Regions from separate parts of the Mus musculus genome. Here all the other regions are linked to region 1. A link is a contact called in public promoter capture Hi-C data. All regions are on one chromosome and are shown on one strand. Each heading gives the region's core, a stretch centred on a gene start, on an enhancer-like site or on the middle of the called end of the contact. The rest is flanking DNA. Distances are from core to core; before and after follow the strand shown. Region 1 holds the start of Jazf1 (JAZF zinc finger 1). Region 2 holds the start of Hoxa13 (homeobox A13). Region 3 holds the start of Evx1os (even skipped homeotic gene 1, opposite strand).

Region 1 (5,166 bases), core at 1,710-4,209:
GCACAGGAAATGCATGCTTTGATTGTCTGGGTATCTTGAAATCCTTGTGTGGAAATCAGACAACGGCATAACAGACCTTCTGCTGGCTTTCAGGTGTTTCCACGAAACCACCGTGTTCCCACCTCCCTGGCAGCTGCCCATCCTGAGGGCCCTGGCATAGTAAGATGTAGGAGACTCTTATCTGTAATGTCACTTAGTTGCAAGTCATTGGAGTGCCACCTTTACCCTATGGCATTACTCTACACCCTATGTTGAGTAGACATACTGACCCAGAGAGGTACAGTGCTCCAGGGAGAGGCTAGCAGTTTTCCAAAAAAAAAAAAAAAAAAAAAAAAAAAGGATCTCGGAGGCAGGGAATTCGTGTAGTTCATGGCCACTCTCTTATCTGACTCTTTGGTTCTCTTGCCACCCTGCCCTTTTGAGACAGCTTCACTCCCCCAAGTGAGACAGATAAATGTTTTCTCAAAACAGAAGTGTACCAGTCTCTTGGAAGCCACAGGATGAAGTGCTTGGTTTACATGGTTTTTATAGCCTAGATATAGACTTTATCTAAAAGTACAAACGTGCAACAAACATTTTAAAACGTAATAGAGCACAAGTAAAGTATTCACTGCAAAGCGTTTATTTTTCATTTGTTTGCTGTGGTTACCCTGTGGTTTGTCCCTGTCAATTGCTGCTTTGGTGTGTATACAAAACCAGTAGACTTGAAGATGTAAATGATGATGATTTTAAAACACCGAAAAGAGAAAAGAAGTGTGCCAATTAAAAGAGCAGGATGCCAACTAAGCAAGCCCCAATTCTATGCTGAGTTGTAGTAATATACTGATTTTTTCCCCACAAAATGTAATGGTTTGACACACAAAATAATTTGAACTCTTTGAAAATTATAATTCATTTTTATAGTTACTTTGCTTCTTCACATTAAAAATAATCAATATGCTCAATTTGGCTGACCAGGCTTTTACTTTGGCAGGCACACTTTGTAATAGTAGAGGGTAGGGACTGAAGGTAGCCAAGAGGTATGTACTAATAGCTCCCAGCCCCCTTCCTTCCTCCTTTCCCTTACACTCTCCTGGCCTTTCCATGGAGGAGTTCTCTTGCTTGAGCCACCTCTGGGCCTCCTACACTCTCTGCAGTTGATAACTCCACATAGAGAGTCATTCCTCCTGAGAACAGAATTGTCACCTCAAGGCTCGGGGCACTCCCCCAGCTGCTGCAGAGTTGGGGTGCCTAGCATCTCTAAGGAGGCTGATCTGGCATCATTCTTGGCTGGAGTTTTCTCATTGCATTTCCATGTCACTGGGCGTGAAGTCTATCTGCCAGATATCCTGCTTGCTCTCAGCTAACGGCCTTCCTCCCTGTCTGGGCAGCAGGGCACACTGCACAGTTGCCAAAATTCTAATTCACGGTGGAGAATTCTACCTCCTGCTCTTTAGACCCTTGTCTGGCCCCAGCTTCCAGCCTAGCGGGTCCCTGGCTCATTATCAAGCCCTTGGGTGCCCTTCCCCCATCCTCACTTGGTCCCAGGAAATTATTTCTGGCAACAAACTGAACTTTAATGACCTGCTGCCCCAACCATACTCAACTCAACTCTCCCCTTGGCAAATTTGTCACCTTGTAGGCTCAAAGAAGCGACAGACCAGACAAAAATGTCGATGGGTGAGAGAACTCAGCCTCAGCCTTTGTGACTGGGAGATTGTGAAAATTTTCTCCGGTGACAGAAATACTGCATATGTCTGCATTTACATTTACACGAAGTGCCCTAACAATCCTAATATTAGAGATAACACAAGTGGTATATGCAGTTTAAAAAGACAGGGTTGTTATTTTTCTAGGTATATGCACCAGCGGGTAAATGAAATTGTTCTAAAGACAAATGCTAAATTCAGAATGCATGAATAAATTTTTTAAAAATTACACCCTCGAATCATGCACATCTCCTGGTGCTTCTTGAACACCTGGAAGAAAATATACACCTTGTAGGTAAAATGTAACTGCAACTGCGGTTGGAGACCAGAAGAGAACTGGTTCTTAAGAGGCTATCTGGTCAACAGTATGGCTTAAATGCTCACAGGATGATATAATCCTAACTGATTGGTGAAATCTTCTTTTTAAGTGAAAATCGAATTTGCTTTGACTTTCATTTCCAAACCTCTACACTTGCCCCTTTCGTCTTTGGAGCAGCACTGCCAGACCTGAGCCACAACACGGGGTTCAGGAGGTGCGGGAATTTGGGGTAAAGAAATTGAGATTTTTGTTTTCTCAGAAGAATCAGGGAGAACAAACGTGATACATATGTAAAACACAGTCAAATGCACTTGACAACCAAGCGCTCTATTTTGAAATTTAAATAAAGCTAAGATTTTTCTTCTGGCCTAGGGGGAAAGCTTCATTAAAATCAATTAGTTCCTACTAACCTCCAGAGAATACGGACTTTTTAATTTTTTTTTTTAAATGAGAAAGTTTAAAGAACAAGGTGCACACAATTACCTTTCCTGGGTCCCTAGTGAATACCATCGTCACACCTAGACAGGTGGCCAAGTGCAAACAAATGTCCCTAAGAGGGCTGGGTAACTCCCTGAGTGCTCCTCTGGGGTGAAAAGCATGTGTAATTAATAGATGTGTATCTATTAAGAATGTAGCGCGCATAACCAAGGGAGGCTCCAAGCGGACTGCAGGCACCTCACAGGGCGAAAGGGCAGGCCCAGGGACGTAAAGTTGGAGGCGGGAGCTGCCAGGTGAGGCCTGGGTCGCGGAGGTTGGGGCCCGCACAGCTGCAGGCGCGCGCCTGCTCCCTCCTCCCAGCCGCCGAGTCCTCCCCGCCCCCTCCCCCGAGCTCCCGCCGCCTCCCGCTGCCTCCCGGAGGCTCGGCGCTGCGCTCCACCTCGCGCCCCCTCTCCTCCGTCCCGGGCTCGCGCTGCCCTCCCCGCGCCTGCCCCCTCCCCGGCCCCTCCCTCCGCCTCCGCGCGCGCGGCGCTCGCAGAGCCGACTCCGGGGGGCTCTCGATGTAGCACCATGACAGGCATCGCCGCCGCCTCCTTCTTCTCCAACACCTGCCGCTTCGGGGGCTGCGGACTCCACTTCCCCACGCTGGCCGACCTCATCGAGCACATCGAGGACAACCACATCGGTGAGGCCCGGGTGGGCGGGGGTCGGGCGGCGGGCGAGCCCCGGGGTGGCGCGGGCCGGGCGCCCGAGAAGGTGCGGGCGTGGAGGGCCGCGGGGCGCGGGGATGGCCGGCCGCAGGGTGAGGGCGGGCGCGGGCCGCGGGGGGCGGGTGCCGCACGCCGCTTCCGCCCGGCCCGAGCTGTCAGGCTGGCGGGAGCCGGGGAGGCGCCGCGGCGGCAGCCATTCCGCTTCCTCCCCCGCCTGCGTCCTGTCAGCGCCGGTTGCTAGGTGTGGCGCGGCGGGAGGGGGCCGCGGCGGCGGCGGCGGCGGGCGCGGGGCGCGGGGCGCTGCGTGCTCTGAGCGGCGCGGGCGCGGGGCCCGGCCTGGCGCGGCGGCTGCGGTTCGGGCGGCTGCGGGCCGCGCCCATCCCTGGCCGGAGCGCCCCGAGGCCCCGGTAGCAGAGGGGAGCCCGCGGGCGGCGGGCGGGCGTGTCGCGGCGCCCGCGTTGCGGCTAGGCCGGAGGTGCGCCGGTCCCCGCGGGGCCTGCGCGGCGCGGGCGCGGGGACGCGGGGGAGGGGCGCCCCGCGGGGCCGGTTGTGTCTCCCGGGACCCAGGGACCTCCTAAGTCCTGCGCCCCACGGAAGTCCTTGCATCACATTTGCACGCTCATCCCCACCCCTGCGGAGGGAGATGGGTCTGGTGCTTCTGGCTCAGAAGACCCAGCCACCTGCAGAAGGTGTGGCCGCTCCCCGGAGTGGCCTGGTGGGTGAAGAGGGCAGCCGGTTCCCTGGGTGAGGCTACCTGTGAATTGCTTCGAGAAGACCAAATGAATGACATGGATTCGACCATGTGGATGCAGCTCACGTTTCTGCAAAGTTGAGAGAGTAAATCACGACTGCTGTGCATTTATGCACGAATAAAATGAGGCAGAGCCTCATGCCCCTTTGCTTTGTAGAATGCTTTCTCCTTGCACACAGTGGGCGCTTAATACGCGCTAAGTGCCAGTTTAGAGCGGGATTTGCTGGGCCATCCAGAATGGGAGCTAATCATGGAAACTGTCTGCAGAATGCCTTTGAAAACAGAAATCTGATGAGTAATTGTCAAGCTTTGAAATTTTTCAAAGTTTCAAAGTATCTCCTTAATAGTTTTCCCCATGTCTTCTGATAAAGGTGAGGTAAAGAACCTATGCTCTCAAGTATTGGTGGTCTGAAAAGCGGTTTAATAGAGTAGCAAAGCTGCTGAATCATATCGTGACTGAGTAGTCATAGCTAAAAGTGCTCCAGGTATAAAGTTTCTCATCATGGCTTAAACTGTAGTGATGCAGTTTCAAGACGAGTTTTCCCAGTTCCTCACTGGACTCCCCTTACTTATTAAACTAAACAGAAATGATAACAGAAAACAGTTATCCCAAGTTCCATCCATTTCATCAGTTAATTTATGTAAGTTGAATGAGTAATACTTTTATCTGGTTAACTTTCTTAACTTGGGACTACCTGCTGATTGAAAGATAATTTAGTTTTAACATGAATTAAACACAATTATTTCTTACGAGTTAACTTGGAGCCAGATGATTTAGACTAGCATTGGTAAATCATAAGCCTCTTATTTTGAGTTGGCAAAGTTTTCCCAGTATTGTGCAGCTATCTTTAAAGAGGGTCAAGGGTTTATGAATTTTCTAAAGCTAAACTTTTAAGTGATGATATCTTACTCCCAAAGGTCTAATTATTTTCTTTCAATGGTGAGAGGATTGAAAAAGAAGTTTAAATTGTTTTGGCAAGGCTAACAGTTATTATACTTGGGAAATAGTTGTTCCAGCAAAGTTTTTGAAAAATAGATGTTAAAATGAACAAACACTTGAACCCAAAGCTTGAAGAGGCTGACTGGAACTGCTGTGTGCCTCAGATGAGAAGAGGCCTTCACAGGACAGCGGGCCATGCAGAAAGAGATAGGATTGGAGCTCATGAAGAAGAACGTTTGGCCTAGCTGGTGCTGTATAAATACACTTTAGATAAAGAAGCAAGAGTCAACATACAGAAGTACTCATGAAAGCTCTACATT
Region 2 (5,166 bases), core at 953-3,452, 810 kb after region 1:
CAGCCTGTAAACACCGCCCCCAAAACTCTACAAAGAGAGAGGGAAAAAAAAAAGATGCTGAGAAACCAAACAGAGCCAGAAGCCAGATAGCAAAGGATGGGGGAATTGAGAGCGAGGGGAGGTGGGCAGTCGGCTCTGTCTCTGGGCTTTCATTGTAGTTTCTCACGCTGACTAGACAGCAACTTTCAACTTGACCTTGGCCTCCAGCGTGTCTGACCTGTATGTAAACTGCCCTCGAGTCTCCGAGAGTCTCCGAGAATTGGAGCCTGGAACCGTACTTCGTCTCTTTGTCACTGTTGAGTTTTACAATGCCACTTAGAGGGAGGAAGGAGTGGGGGGACGGATGAAAAGGGCTCCAAAGTAACACAGAAATCAAGTCTTCACAGAGGTTGGTTCTTTAGTCTGCAAATGGTCAGGCAGTAAGAAGGTAAACTCGGGGCAAATCAATATTTACCCAGGACCGCTAAAGTCAGGAGAGAAAGGACTCCCTGGGTGTGGGGGAGAATTGGGTGTGGGGATCAGGGAAGGTTTTATTGGGCGACACTTAACATTAGTCAGAACAAACCCAGGATCCGGGCAGATAAAAGCCTGAGCCTCGCCTTACTGGTCCCAATCTTACCAGAAGCCCAGGGGGCTTACAGAGCAGCAGATGAATTGGGTGGTATGTCTGATGCTCTAGCTTAGGGCTAAGTCTACAAGCTAGGACTAGAGAACAGGTCCAAGCCTGGCTGCCTACCAGAGCATTTGAGCAAAGATAGTACAGAACTCTTCCCAGTCTATATTTTCCAGAACGCACCACTTTCACTTTGACCATTTGTTCCCCTCTGGATGTCTGACCAGTTCACACTTGCACAACCAGAAATGCATGTAGTCCTAAGGAGGCAGGGTCCCCAGAATCCTTTATCAAAACACTGCATCCAAACGTTGCTCTCCCAATACAAACACCCCACCAAGCTCAAGGTACAGAGGAACTCATCAGCTGAACCCCGGCACCTTGAACCCACTACAGGCTGAGCCCCTATTAGGAGAAAAACCATGAAAGGATCCCAAAGAGCCTTTTTCTCTTTCCCCAAAACGGAATGCAACAGTGGATTGCCAGGTGTCTGAAGTGTCCAACTCAGGATCTATGGAGTGACTTGTAGGAAGTCCCAGAACCGTGGCTGGAGTTCCAGCCAGCAGCCCAGCTGGGGCCTGTTCCTCTTAAACCCCTTCAGGAAAAGGCAGCCGGACTCCTGAGACAGGAGTGTGAGTGAATGGTGCTTTCTTCATCTGAAATCCTCTGCGGACCAGAGAGAATAGCTGCTGCATCGGAATGAATAGCGAGCTGTATATACAAGTTGGACAATGTGGCAGTATGCATCTCTCTCTCTCTCTCTCTCTCTCTCTCTCTCTCTCTCTCTCTCTCTCTCTCTCTCTCTGTGTGTGTGTGTGTGTGTGTGTGTGTGTGTGTGTGTGTGTGTGCGCGCGCGCGAATATTTGCGCTCGCGTGTGTGATGAGTGTAGGAGATACAATTAGTTGTTCTGATCTTCTGAGTCCTTAGGCCTAATTGAAATTGTCCTCTAGAGCCTGAGAACAGGGAAGGGAGCTCCCAAATGCAGCCCAAACTTCCCAGAGAAATGTCCTGGGACCCTTGCTCCAGACTTCTCCTGGAACCAACAGGAAACAAACGCCCTTGTTCCCCAGGGGGGGGTGGGGAGTGCAATCTCGGCCAGGCGAAAGCTCCCACATCCTTGGGAGGGTCTAGCTGCAGAAAGATGTATCCATCCCTGGAAAGAAAACAGCCCCAGAGGTCCCTAAAACATGCCAGGACATCCTGGGCCAGTCCAAGGCCAAGGCAAACCCTCATTCCTGGCCACTGGAGAATTTACCTGACTTGTCCCCACGACCTCAGGTCGCACCCCAACCGCAGCCGCTCACTGCCCCTCCCAACCTCCGCGCGAAACCCGGGAAGGGATCGGGGTCCCTGTGTTCCCAGCCCCACCCGCCCTAGTTTCTCCCCCCCACCCACCCCCGCCTCCTCCGTGGGTGACTGCTGCGCGGCCGCGCGGCGGGAGCTAGAGCTGGCGCAGAGGACCGCGCGGGCGGCGGCGGGGACGGCGGGCCCAGCGCGGAGCCGAGCCGGAGCCTCCCGCTTTGCATACGCCGGGGGCGGGCCGGGGGCGGGCCAATGGGCGGCCGCCTGGCGCGACCCCGCAGGGCGCGACCCGCCCCCCTCGCTCGGGCCCCGGCCCCGCGCGCCGCGCTCTTCACTTCTTGGGGGCTTTTTAAAACAGCGCCACTGGGGTCTTCTCCATGCGGCTCGGGCTATGACAGCCTCCGTGCTCCTCCACCCCCGCTGGATCGAGCCCACCGTCATGTTTCTCTACGACAACGGCGGCGGCCTGGTGGCCGACGAGCTCAACAAGAACATGGAAGGGGCGGCGGCGGCGGCACGGGCGGCGGCCGGCGGCGGCGGCGGGAGCTGGGGGCGGGGGCTTCCCCCACCCGGCTGCCGCGGCCGCGGGGGGCAACTTCTCGGTGGCCGCAGCGGCGCCGCCGCCCGCCGCCGCGGCCAACCAGTGCCGCAACCTGATGGCGCATCCCGCACCCCTGGCGCCCGGCGCCGCGGCCGCGTACAGCAGCGCCCCGGGGGAGGCGCCCCCGTCCGCCGCCGCCGCCGCCGCCGCCGCCGCTGCTGCCGCCGCCGCCGCGGCTGCCGCGTCGTCGTCGGGAGGGCCCGGGCCGGCGGGGCCCGCGGGTGCCGAGGCCGCCAAGCAGTGCAGTCCCTGCTCGGCGGCGGCACAGAGCTCGTCGGGGCCCGCGGCGCTGCCCTACGGCTACTTCGGCAGCGGCTACTACCCGTGCGCCCGCATGGGCCCGCACCCCAACGCCATCAAGTCGTGCGCGCAGCCTGCTTCGGCCGCCGCCGCCTTCGCCGACAAGTACATGGACACCGCCGGCCCCGCGGCCGAGGAGTTCAGCTCCCGCGCCAAGGAGTTTGCTTTCTACCATCAGGGCTACGCAGCCGGGCCTTACCACCATCACCAGCCCGTGCCCGGCTACCTGGATATGCCAGTAGTTCCGGGGCTCGGGGGTCCTGGCGAGTCGCGCCACGAGCCTCTGGGGCTTCCCATGGAAAGCTATCAGCCCTGGGCTCTGCCCAACGGCTGGAACGGCCAAATGTACTGCCCCAAAGAGCAGACGCAGCCTCCCCACCTCTGGAAGTCCACTCTGCCCGGTAAATGGCGCCCCCTTTCCAGCCCGGGTCTTCCAGCTTTTCAGCTTCTCCTCGGCTCGTGCCCCAGGGTCACTAACCCCCCCCCCCCCCCGCATTCTCCCTGGCCTGGCTTGCCTTAGCAATTCTGCACCCCTGGGAGCCTGGCCCCGGCTGGCTGGCGCTGTCCGTCCGCCCTGCCCTAAGTCGAGCCGGTCCCCGGGCCCTCCTTTGGTAAAGGGTAGCTGGGAGGAAGCTTGTGGGTTCCAACTCCGGCAGCCCCTTTCTCTCTGGGTGCCCCACCCTCCCAAGCCCTTGACATTGACTCCAAGATGGGAAATAGACTCGATTTTGAGCTCACCAAATTGTCCCTGATGGTTCTCTGAAAAAAAAGGCTTCGTTGGAGAAGCATAGAATGTTGGGACTTGGGGCAAGCTGAGAGGAGCCGAGCTCTACAGAAAGAAGTGTTGAACCCTGTTGAGTGCTAAGGTGTGGACCGCTGTACATGCAGAATGACCGGATTGGGGTGGTCACTGGAACTCTGGGCGATTTCATTTCAGTACACAACTAACCATACCCCCCTACTAACGCTCCAGGCTTTGGCAGAAGGCTGGATTGTACAGCATTCGTGGCAAAGAGCAATCAGGCATTGCAAGGCCGGCAGTTCACATTGAGCTGTCGCCTGTGTTCTGGCTCAGGTCGGCTCCCAGAGTAACTTGCCTTCTTCCTTATCTTACAGACGTCGTCTCCCATCCTTCAGACGCCAGCTCCTATAGGAGGGGGAGAAAGAAGCGCGTGCCTTACACTAAGGTGCAGTTGAAAGAACTCGAACGGGAATACGCTACGAACAAATTCATTACCAAGGACAAACGGAGGAGGATATCAGCCACGACAAACCTCTCTGAGAGGCAGGTCACAATCTGGTTCCAGAACAGGAGGGTCAAAGAGAAAAAAGTCATCAATAAACTCAAGACCACTAGTTAATGGATTAAAAGGTGGAGCAGAGGGCAGCTTGAAGAAACGCTTAAGGATTTGTTTCTTTGCCCAGATAATAATAATGCATCATACTAACTGAAGAATTGGATAGAGAGACGCTGACGTTTGCTCTCCTAAGGGGACTCTCTCTTCCATGGAATCTACAATTAAAACAAAACCTTAAGGAATGGTAAAGACTGCCAGGTTTCCCGACAACCCCACCACAGCGTTAAGTGACAAACTCTAGAGTCAACTCATCAGCCCCTAAAACACACAATTTCAGATAAATTATGAATTTTCTCAAATCTTGTAAGTATTTATGTGACCATTATATTTTAGGACACTGTGTTAGATGGTAATCTGAAAACTGGTTACAGAAACAAAGGCTGTTTCCACGCAGCTGGTCCAGCACCCTCCCCTTTGCATGTTAAGTGCCTGCTCAGGTAAACCTTATTGAAATCCCTGCCATTGTTCCTTCTGGAAATGTTTCAGGTAGAGGCTTAGAAGGGGGAAAGGCACTGAATTGTTTATTTGAACTATTGCTAAAAAGGGAGATGAGAGGAGAGAGAACGCTCATCCAAGGATCTATTGTTTTGATAGTAAATCTGGCCAGCTAAACCCTTGAGGTTACAAGAGAACCCTGGGTGGGTAAGGAGCTTCTGGAAATACCTTTCAATTGCTTACAACAAACATGGTGGATTAACCAACACTGTCAAAGGATTTTTCCACAGGATTTGTTGTAATTTTTGAAGTGTTTAAATCTCACCAAATAATACGAAGAATTCACTTTATGCCCCTTCTCCTGGAAGGTCCCACCCTAGTATGGATTTCTCCTAAAACATACTCTTTCTTTAAATTTTTTAAATTGGCATTTTCCAATACTTGTTAAACATTTTGCTAGGGACATCATTTTCCTTTTTTACTTAGAAAAAAAAACCTCAAAATGGAAACCCGTTCTCCCAAAATATTTAGATGTCTGCATTCTATATTTTAATTT
Region 3 (5,166 bases), core at 1,875-4,374, 750 kb after region 1:
GGTGATCATTATTATACATACATTCAACATTCAAAAACCCCTCCTCACCCATCACTTGCTAATCAGGCTGTGTGCTGGGTTAAGGGAGAAGAGGTTCGCCCCACAGAAGCTGCCTAGGGACCCTGGAGCCCCTGCCCCTTCCCTGCCAATGTCAAACCGGAAGGGAGAAGGCTGGAGCTGCACAGGTCGGGTCGTGAGATGTCACAAAGCCAGAAATAGGGAAAGAAGTCAGTGGCTGGTAGAGGGTACCACTCCCCAGATGCTGTGTAGTTGAGGCCCTGGGAAGGTGAGCCGGCTCCCAGGTTCCTCGCCAAGTGGCAAGCATCTCCCTAGCAGTAAATCATCTCTCCCCTAAATGGCTGGGATGTTGCCATCAACAAGCCCCCTGCCATGCGTTGGAAAAGCTGGTGAAGATTAATTTCTACCTGCTCTGCATACACAGCATTTTGTTCCAAGAAACAGCGAGTTCCCTTCGCAGCTCTTGCCCTTGACAGGAGAGTGGGGGCCCAGTTGAAGGGTACGAGGGGCTTGGGAGTGGGTTGTTCCCGGGTAGCTGTTGAACCAAGGCCTCGACCTCTGATAGAGTGGTGGTTTCGGTGGAGAATGGCAAGGCCTGGCCACCCCAGGGGACGCTTTCCCACCCCATTCCTGCTCCTAAGCAGCCAATGTCGCTTCTGGGGCTCCTGGATCCTCTAGGCGGAGTCCTTTATGGTGTCCCCCCCCCCACCTCCACCTCCTTTCCCCTGTGCATCTGAGAAGAGAGGTGACAGGTGGGATGCTGGAGGAGCCCCGAAGGCTCCCCCGACCTCCACCCCACGACGTCCATCCTGCAGTCGGCAGCCCCGAGGGCGCCCCCTTATCTGGTGAGGGGCACCTCCTCTCTCTGGTCCAACGCCGCCACGGAGGAGGCCTTGCTGAGCACAGAGGGGGCGAACGTGAGGAAGGAGTCCGAGCGGGAGGTGGAGGCACAAGTGAAGTCTGAGGCGGCGGCAGCGGCGGCGGCCCTGGGCGCCAGCCCGTTGGCCGGGCCGCTGTGGCAGGCGAGGCAGGAGCAGGGCCCGGCGGCAGCGGCGGCGGCGGCCGAGGCGCCGAGTCCGTGCGCCGGGCCGGGATAGAGCGGCGGGTGGCGGAAGGCGCACAGCAGTTCGGGCCGTGGGTAGGGCTGCGAGAGCACGCGGAAGGTGTCGAGCGGGCGCAGGGGGCCGCTGAAGGGCGAGGCGGCGGCCGAGGCGGCGGACGCGGCGCCCAGGCCCACGGGCGAGTAGTAGGGCAGGGGCAGGTGCGACGGGAAGGGGTAGGGCAGGCCGCCCGCGGCCGCCGCGTGGCTCATCATGTAGGTGTAGAAGGCAGGGTCGGCCGGGTGCGGCCACGTCATGGCCAGCCGCTGACGCTTGTCCTTCATGCGCCGGTTCTGAAACCACACCTGAGGAGAGGAAGAGGAGCGCCTTGGAGGGCTGCGCCAGGCCCAGGCCCATGGCTGGGGGTGGGTGGGGTGCGAGGGCCATGCTCGCAGTGAGGGGGGCTGGGGAGTGGGGGGAGAGTCAAAAGCAACTCCAGCTGACAAGGGCAGGCCACCAACCCAGATGGAAACCCTCGGGAGCAGGACTGGGCAGCCGCTCAGCCTGCCCACCGGGCTTAGCATCACAAGCTGGAGTGAGGGTACTAAGAGGAAGGCCTGCCTCAATGGATCTGGGGAGGCAAAAGACATTTTCCCATAGATTTAGGGCTCCCTGTTCTTTGGGGACACTGTCACTTGCAGTCACCTGTCTCCGTAGTCTGTTTGCCTAGGAAAAGGACGGGAATCTTGGCAGCAGTGGCTGACTATGGACTGTCAGAGGGAAATTCTGAGTGTACCAGATTGGAGAGTCCAGGCCCAGACGATTCAGCTGCAGTAGACCGTTGACATCTCCTTCCTACTAACCTAGGTACATAGCCACCTCGAGGATCCTAGCCCAGCCTACCTTGATGGTAGTTTCAGGAAGGTTTAAGGCTGCTGCCAGTTCGCATCTCCGCGGTCTTGAAACGTAGTTCTCCCTGTAGAACTCTTTCTCCAGCCTTGCAATCTGCTCCCGGGTAAAGGCCGTGCGGTATCGGCGCATCTGGTCACTGGCGCTGCAGGCCAGGGTGCCTTGAGAGCCGCTGCCGCCGCTGCCACCGTTACTCTTGGGGGCCTCGCTGCCACTGGTAGGACTGCTACCCAGAGCATCGGAGCCTGGCGCTGCACAGGAGCCCAGAGCACACAGGTGCACATACAGAGACACAACACAAATACACAAACAAATGCTGACTTCAGGCTGGAGGAGGGGCATTAGAAGGAGAACCCCTTAGCTTCCTCAGTCACTGATTCTGCTGGGGCTCTGGAAGCTTCACCGGAGAGGTCTTGACACAGAAAAGGTTTGGGGCAGGCTTAAAGTGGCTGTTTGGAAGACCTGGACCTAAGGCATACTGGGTCTAAAGGCTTCCCTTCCGCTTGCCCCTGGGTGCAGCAAAGGGCATATCCCCTGAACTCTCTGCTTGTGTTGGTAGGGATGGGTAAGGATGTGCCGGAACACTGAATTCTTGAGGTTAATGTATTGTAGCTTGTTGGACATACAGTGAGCTTCCTCGATCTTGTGTGTGTGTGCACCAGTATGCCAGTACCAGGTGTGGGGATGTGTGTTGGGTTGCACCTATTGCAGGAGTGGTATATTTTGAGTATGGGTTGTGAGGACATGGTATGGTAGAGAAGCTGGGTTAGATAGATGATAAGATGATAGGAGATGGAGGTGGATACTTAACAAGGTGGTGTTGGCTGCCTAGGCCTAGAGGTAGAGGCAAGCCTTTCCCACCCATTCCCATGGTTTTGTGGAGGTGTGTCTGCTGATGGGCTTCCAGTCTTTCATTCCTAGGAGTGGATATTGTTGGTATAGAGAGACTCCCTTCTGAGCTATCCACCCCCACTCCCATTAGCCCCTGGTGAGAAGGAGCAGTGTAATTAAAGTACCAACCCCTTAGACCCACCCCAGAGGAGGGTGGGGCTCCAGCCCCCCTGCAGCTGCTTTTCCTTTGGGTGGAGAAGTGAGACTGAGGGAAAGAGGGAGGGGGAGGGCCCAATCCCCGCCTTTTCAAATGCAACCGGAGACCAAAGGCAATTAGACCATTGGGACCATTTCCGACCTGGCGCCGCCAGCCCGGGAAGTGACAAGGTAATTTGGACCTCTGACCGACGTGCAAACTGGTCGGAGGGCTGCAGCCCTCCGGAGACCAGAGTCCGCCACGATTTTACGGTCCTTTATATTCTCCGGGCTTCCGCGCCTCCTTGTGCCTTGCTCCCCTCCAGTCAAACTGCCCGGACAACCGTTTGATCTTGCCCTACCCGACGGATGTGTCTTTCCGTCTTAGCTGAATCATTCCCACAAAACTCGGGGGTTGGGAGGTTGGGGTGCGTTTTGGACCCCTCAAGTCAAGACTTGTGCCAACGCTGACATTCGTCCAGGCACAACTGTCACTCTAATGGGATAACACGAGAGCCCTCACACACACTAAGGTGCAGAGAGCAAAAGAGTTGTTCAGGTGCCCCCGCCCCACTCACCCAACCCCCAGCCATCCTGCCCCAAGGGAAAGGAGCATCTTGCACCTGGCCTGAGATGAAGGGAACTGTGGGTGGAGTGGGCGGACCGGGGAGCGGAGGGGCAAGGTGGCTACCTTTGCTGTGCTGGTACTCGGCGTTCCCGGTGGCGCAGTCTGGGGTGCAGCTCACCTCGATTTCTTCATAGAAATCCGATTCGGTGTCTGAGCTACTAGGTTGCCCTTGGCCAGAGAGGCTGTCCGCGGAGGGGACTGGGGGTCCCGGGCCAAGCATGGCCGCTCCAGCAGACCGTGGCTCGGCGCCCAGCCCTGCAGCACTGCCTGCTAGTCCATCGACCGGCTCCTCCTCCTGGCCTCCCCCGCCACGCTCCCGGGAAGTCGGAGGGCCGGCTCGCGGGCTCAGGCAACCGTGGGGCACCATCTTCTCTGGCGGTTCAGGCAGCGGGCTGCTCACGGCTTCGGACAAATTAGAGACCCTCTTACCAACCAGAGTGCCAAGCTGACCCCCATCCAGAAACATAACCATGTCCTTTCGGCTCTCCATCCCCGGACTCTCCAGAGGGGGGGAGGGGGAAAACCCCCAAGTAAGCTCCTAATCCCAGGCTCCCTGGGATCTTGGCTGAGAAGAGGAGCTAAGGCGACAAGGCAGGCGCCGGGTAGCCCCAGCGCCGTGTCGACGGCGACCGCGGAGATGGCAGTGGGGAGCTAGGGTCACCTTGTGATGCGAGCGCTCCTCTGTGCCGCACCGCCTCTGGGAGGAAGCCCCATTGCCCTCTTCTTTCTAAGCTGTCATCCTCCTGCTGCAATCGTCATTACAGTACCGCTGGTGACGCCACTCGGCGAACGCAAGTGGATAAATAGAAACGTCTGCCACAGTGAAGATGAAAGGAGACCCGCAGCTAATGGCTCGGCAGTGATGCGCCAGGTGTGGGCCTCGCTCGAATGGGGAGGAGAGTGTGAAAACAGAGAGACACACACACTGGGAAAGGGAGACACCCAGACACAGAGGATGCAAATGGAATTCCGCACACAGAAAAGGGAGCGCTTAAGGCGCGCAGCGAGTTCCACAGGGGCAACAGGACTTGGTAATTGAAAAATGCTTTTGAAATTTTATTTTATTGTTGTTTTGACTTCTGTTTTCTTAACCTGGTGTCTAGATCTAATACTAATGAAAGAATCCATAGCTACTCTTTGGAAGCTGTTTACAAACCCAGGTTTTCTGAGTATTAATACAACCGCTTGTCTTTTTTTTTTTTTTTTTTTTTTTAACCAGCTACTGAAAAGGTACCCTCCACCTCAGTTGTCTGGGGAGCTTGAGCCTAAAGTACCCGTTCCTCCCTCATCTCCCCAACCCCATCTGTCTCCCTCCTAAGAACCAAACTTTATTTTCATCCCCTAACAGCCAAAAGATATCGTTTTCCCCTTTGAGAACCGGCCTTGTGTGCTAACACAGTGTTCCTCGATTTTAGAAGAAGAAGAAAAATCTCTCCCCACCCAGATCACCTGGCTAAAATTCGAAGTGTTCAATGAGTTGTTGTTGTTAATTATCTCTATCTAGATGGCCTGATTTGAATTTGGATTGGCTCTTCATAGAAGAAA

The links. Promoter capture Hi-C pulls out the DNA fragments that hold promoters and counts their contacts. Capture Hi-C pulls out chosen DNA fragments and counts their contacts.
Region 2: a promoter capture Hi-C map of pre-B cells shows a contact between it and region 1, with 3 times the contacts expected there. The contact joins the promoter of Hoxa13 here to the promoter of Jazf1 in region 1. A contact is called at or near these places in 10 of 39 promoter capture datasets (the 3T3-L1 cell line, the C10 cell line, cranial neural crest and 5 more), 1 of 115 datasets of contacts at active chromatin or transcription factors (bone marrow-derived macrophages) and 2 of 9 other capture datasets (embryonic stem cells and liver).
Region 3: a contact with region 1 is called in a promoter capture Hi-C map of pancreatic islet. The contact joins the promoter of Evx1os here to the promoter of Jazf1 in region 1. A contact is called at or near these places in 1 of 39 promoter capture datasets (embryonic stem cells), 2 of 484 Hi-C or Micro-C datasets (both in embryonic stem cells), 1 of 115 datasets of contacts at active chromatin or transcription factors (bone marrow-derived macrophages) and 4 of 9 other capture datasets (embryonic stem cells, embryonic tail, liver and 1 more).

What each region holds. Positions count from the first base shown.
Region 1 is chr6:53,066,417-53,071,582 of GRCm38.p6, reverse strand. Jazf1 (JAZF zinc finger 1) reads left to right here and starts at 2,959. Exons shown (of 5, transcript NM_173406.3): 1 at 2,959-3,130. The coding sequence starts at 3,016. It overlaps Gm33097 (a long non-coding RNA gene), which reads left to right and starts at 3,588. Exons shown (of 2, transcript XR_377680.3): 1 at 3,588-5,166.
Region 2 is chr6:52,257,916-52,263,081 of GRCm38.p6, reverse strand. It overlaps Hoxa13 (homeobox A13), which reads left to right and starts at 2,202. Exons shown (of 5, transcript NM_008264.1): 1 at 2,202-2,445; 2 at 2,447-2,530; 3 at 2,533-2,540; 4 at 2,542-3,218; 5 at 3,934-4,229. The coding sequence starts at 2,308. The coding sequence ends at 4,178. Hottip (Hoxa distal transcript antisense RNA) reads right to left here and starts at 307. Exons shown (of 2, transcript NR_110442.1): 1 at 218-307.
Region 3 is chr6:52,312,790-52,317,955 of GRCm38.p6, reverse strand. It overlaps Evx1os (even skipped homeotic gene 1, opposite strand), which reads left to right and starts at 3,124. Exons shown (of 4, transcript NR_038163.1): 1 at 3,124-3,185; 2 at 4,386-4,652; 3 at 5,126-5,166. Evx1 (even-skipped homeobox 1) reads right to left here and starts at 4,458. Exons shown (of 3, transcript NM_007966.4): 1 at 3,685-4,458; 2 at 1,962-2,218; 3 at 1-1,423. The coding sequence starts at 4,111. The coding sequence ends at 857.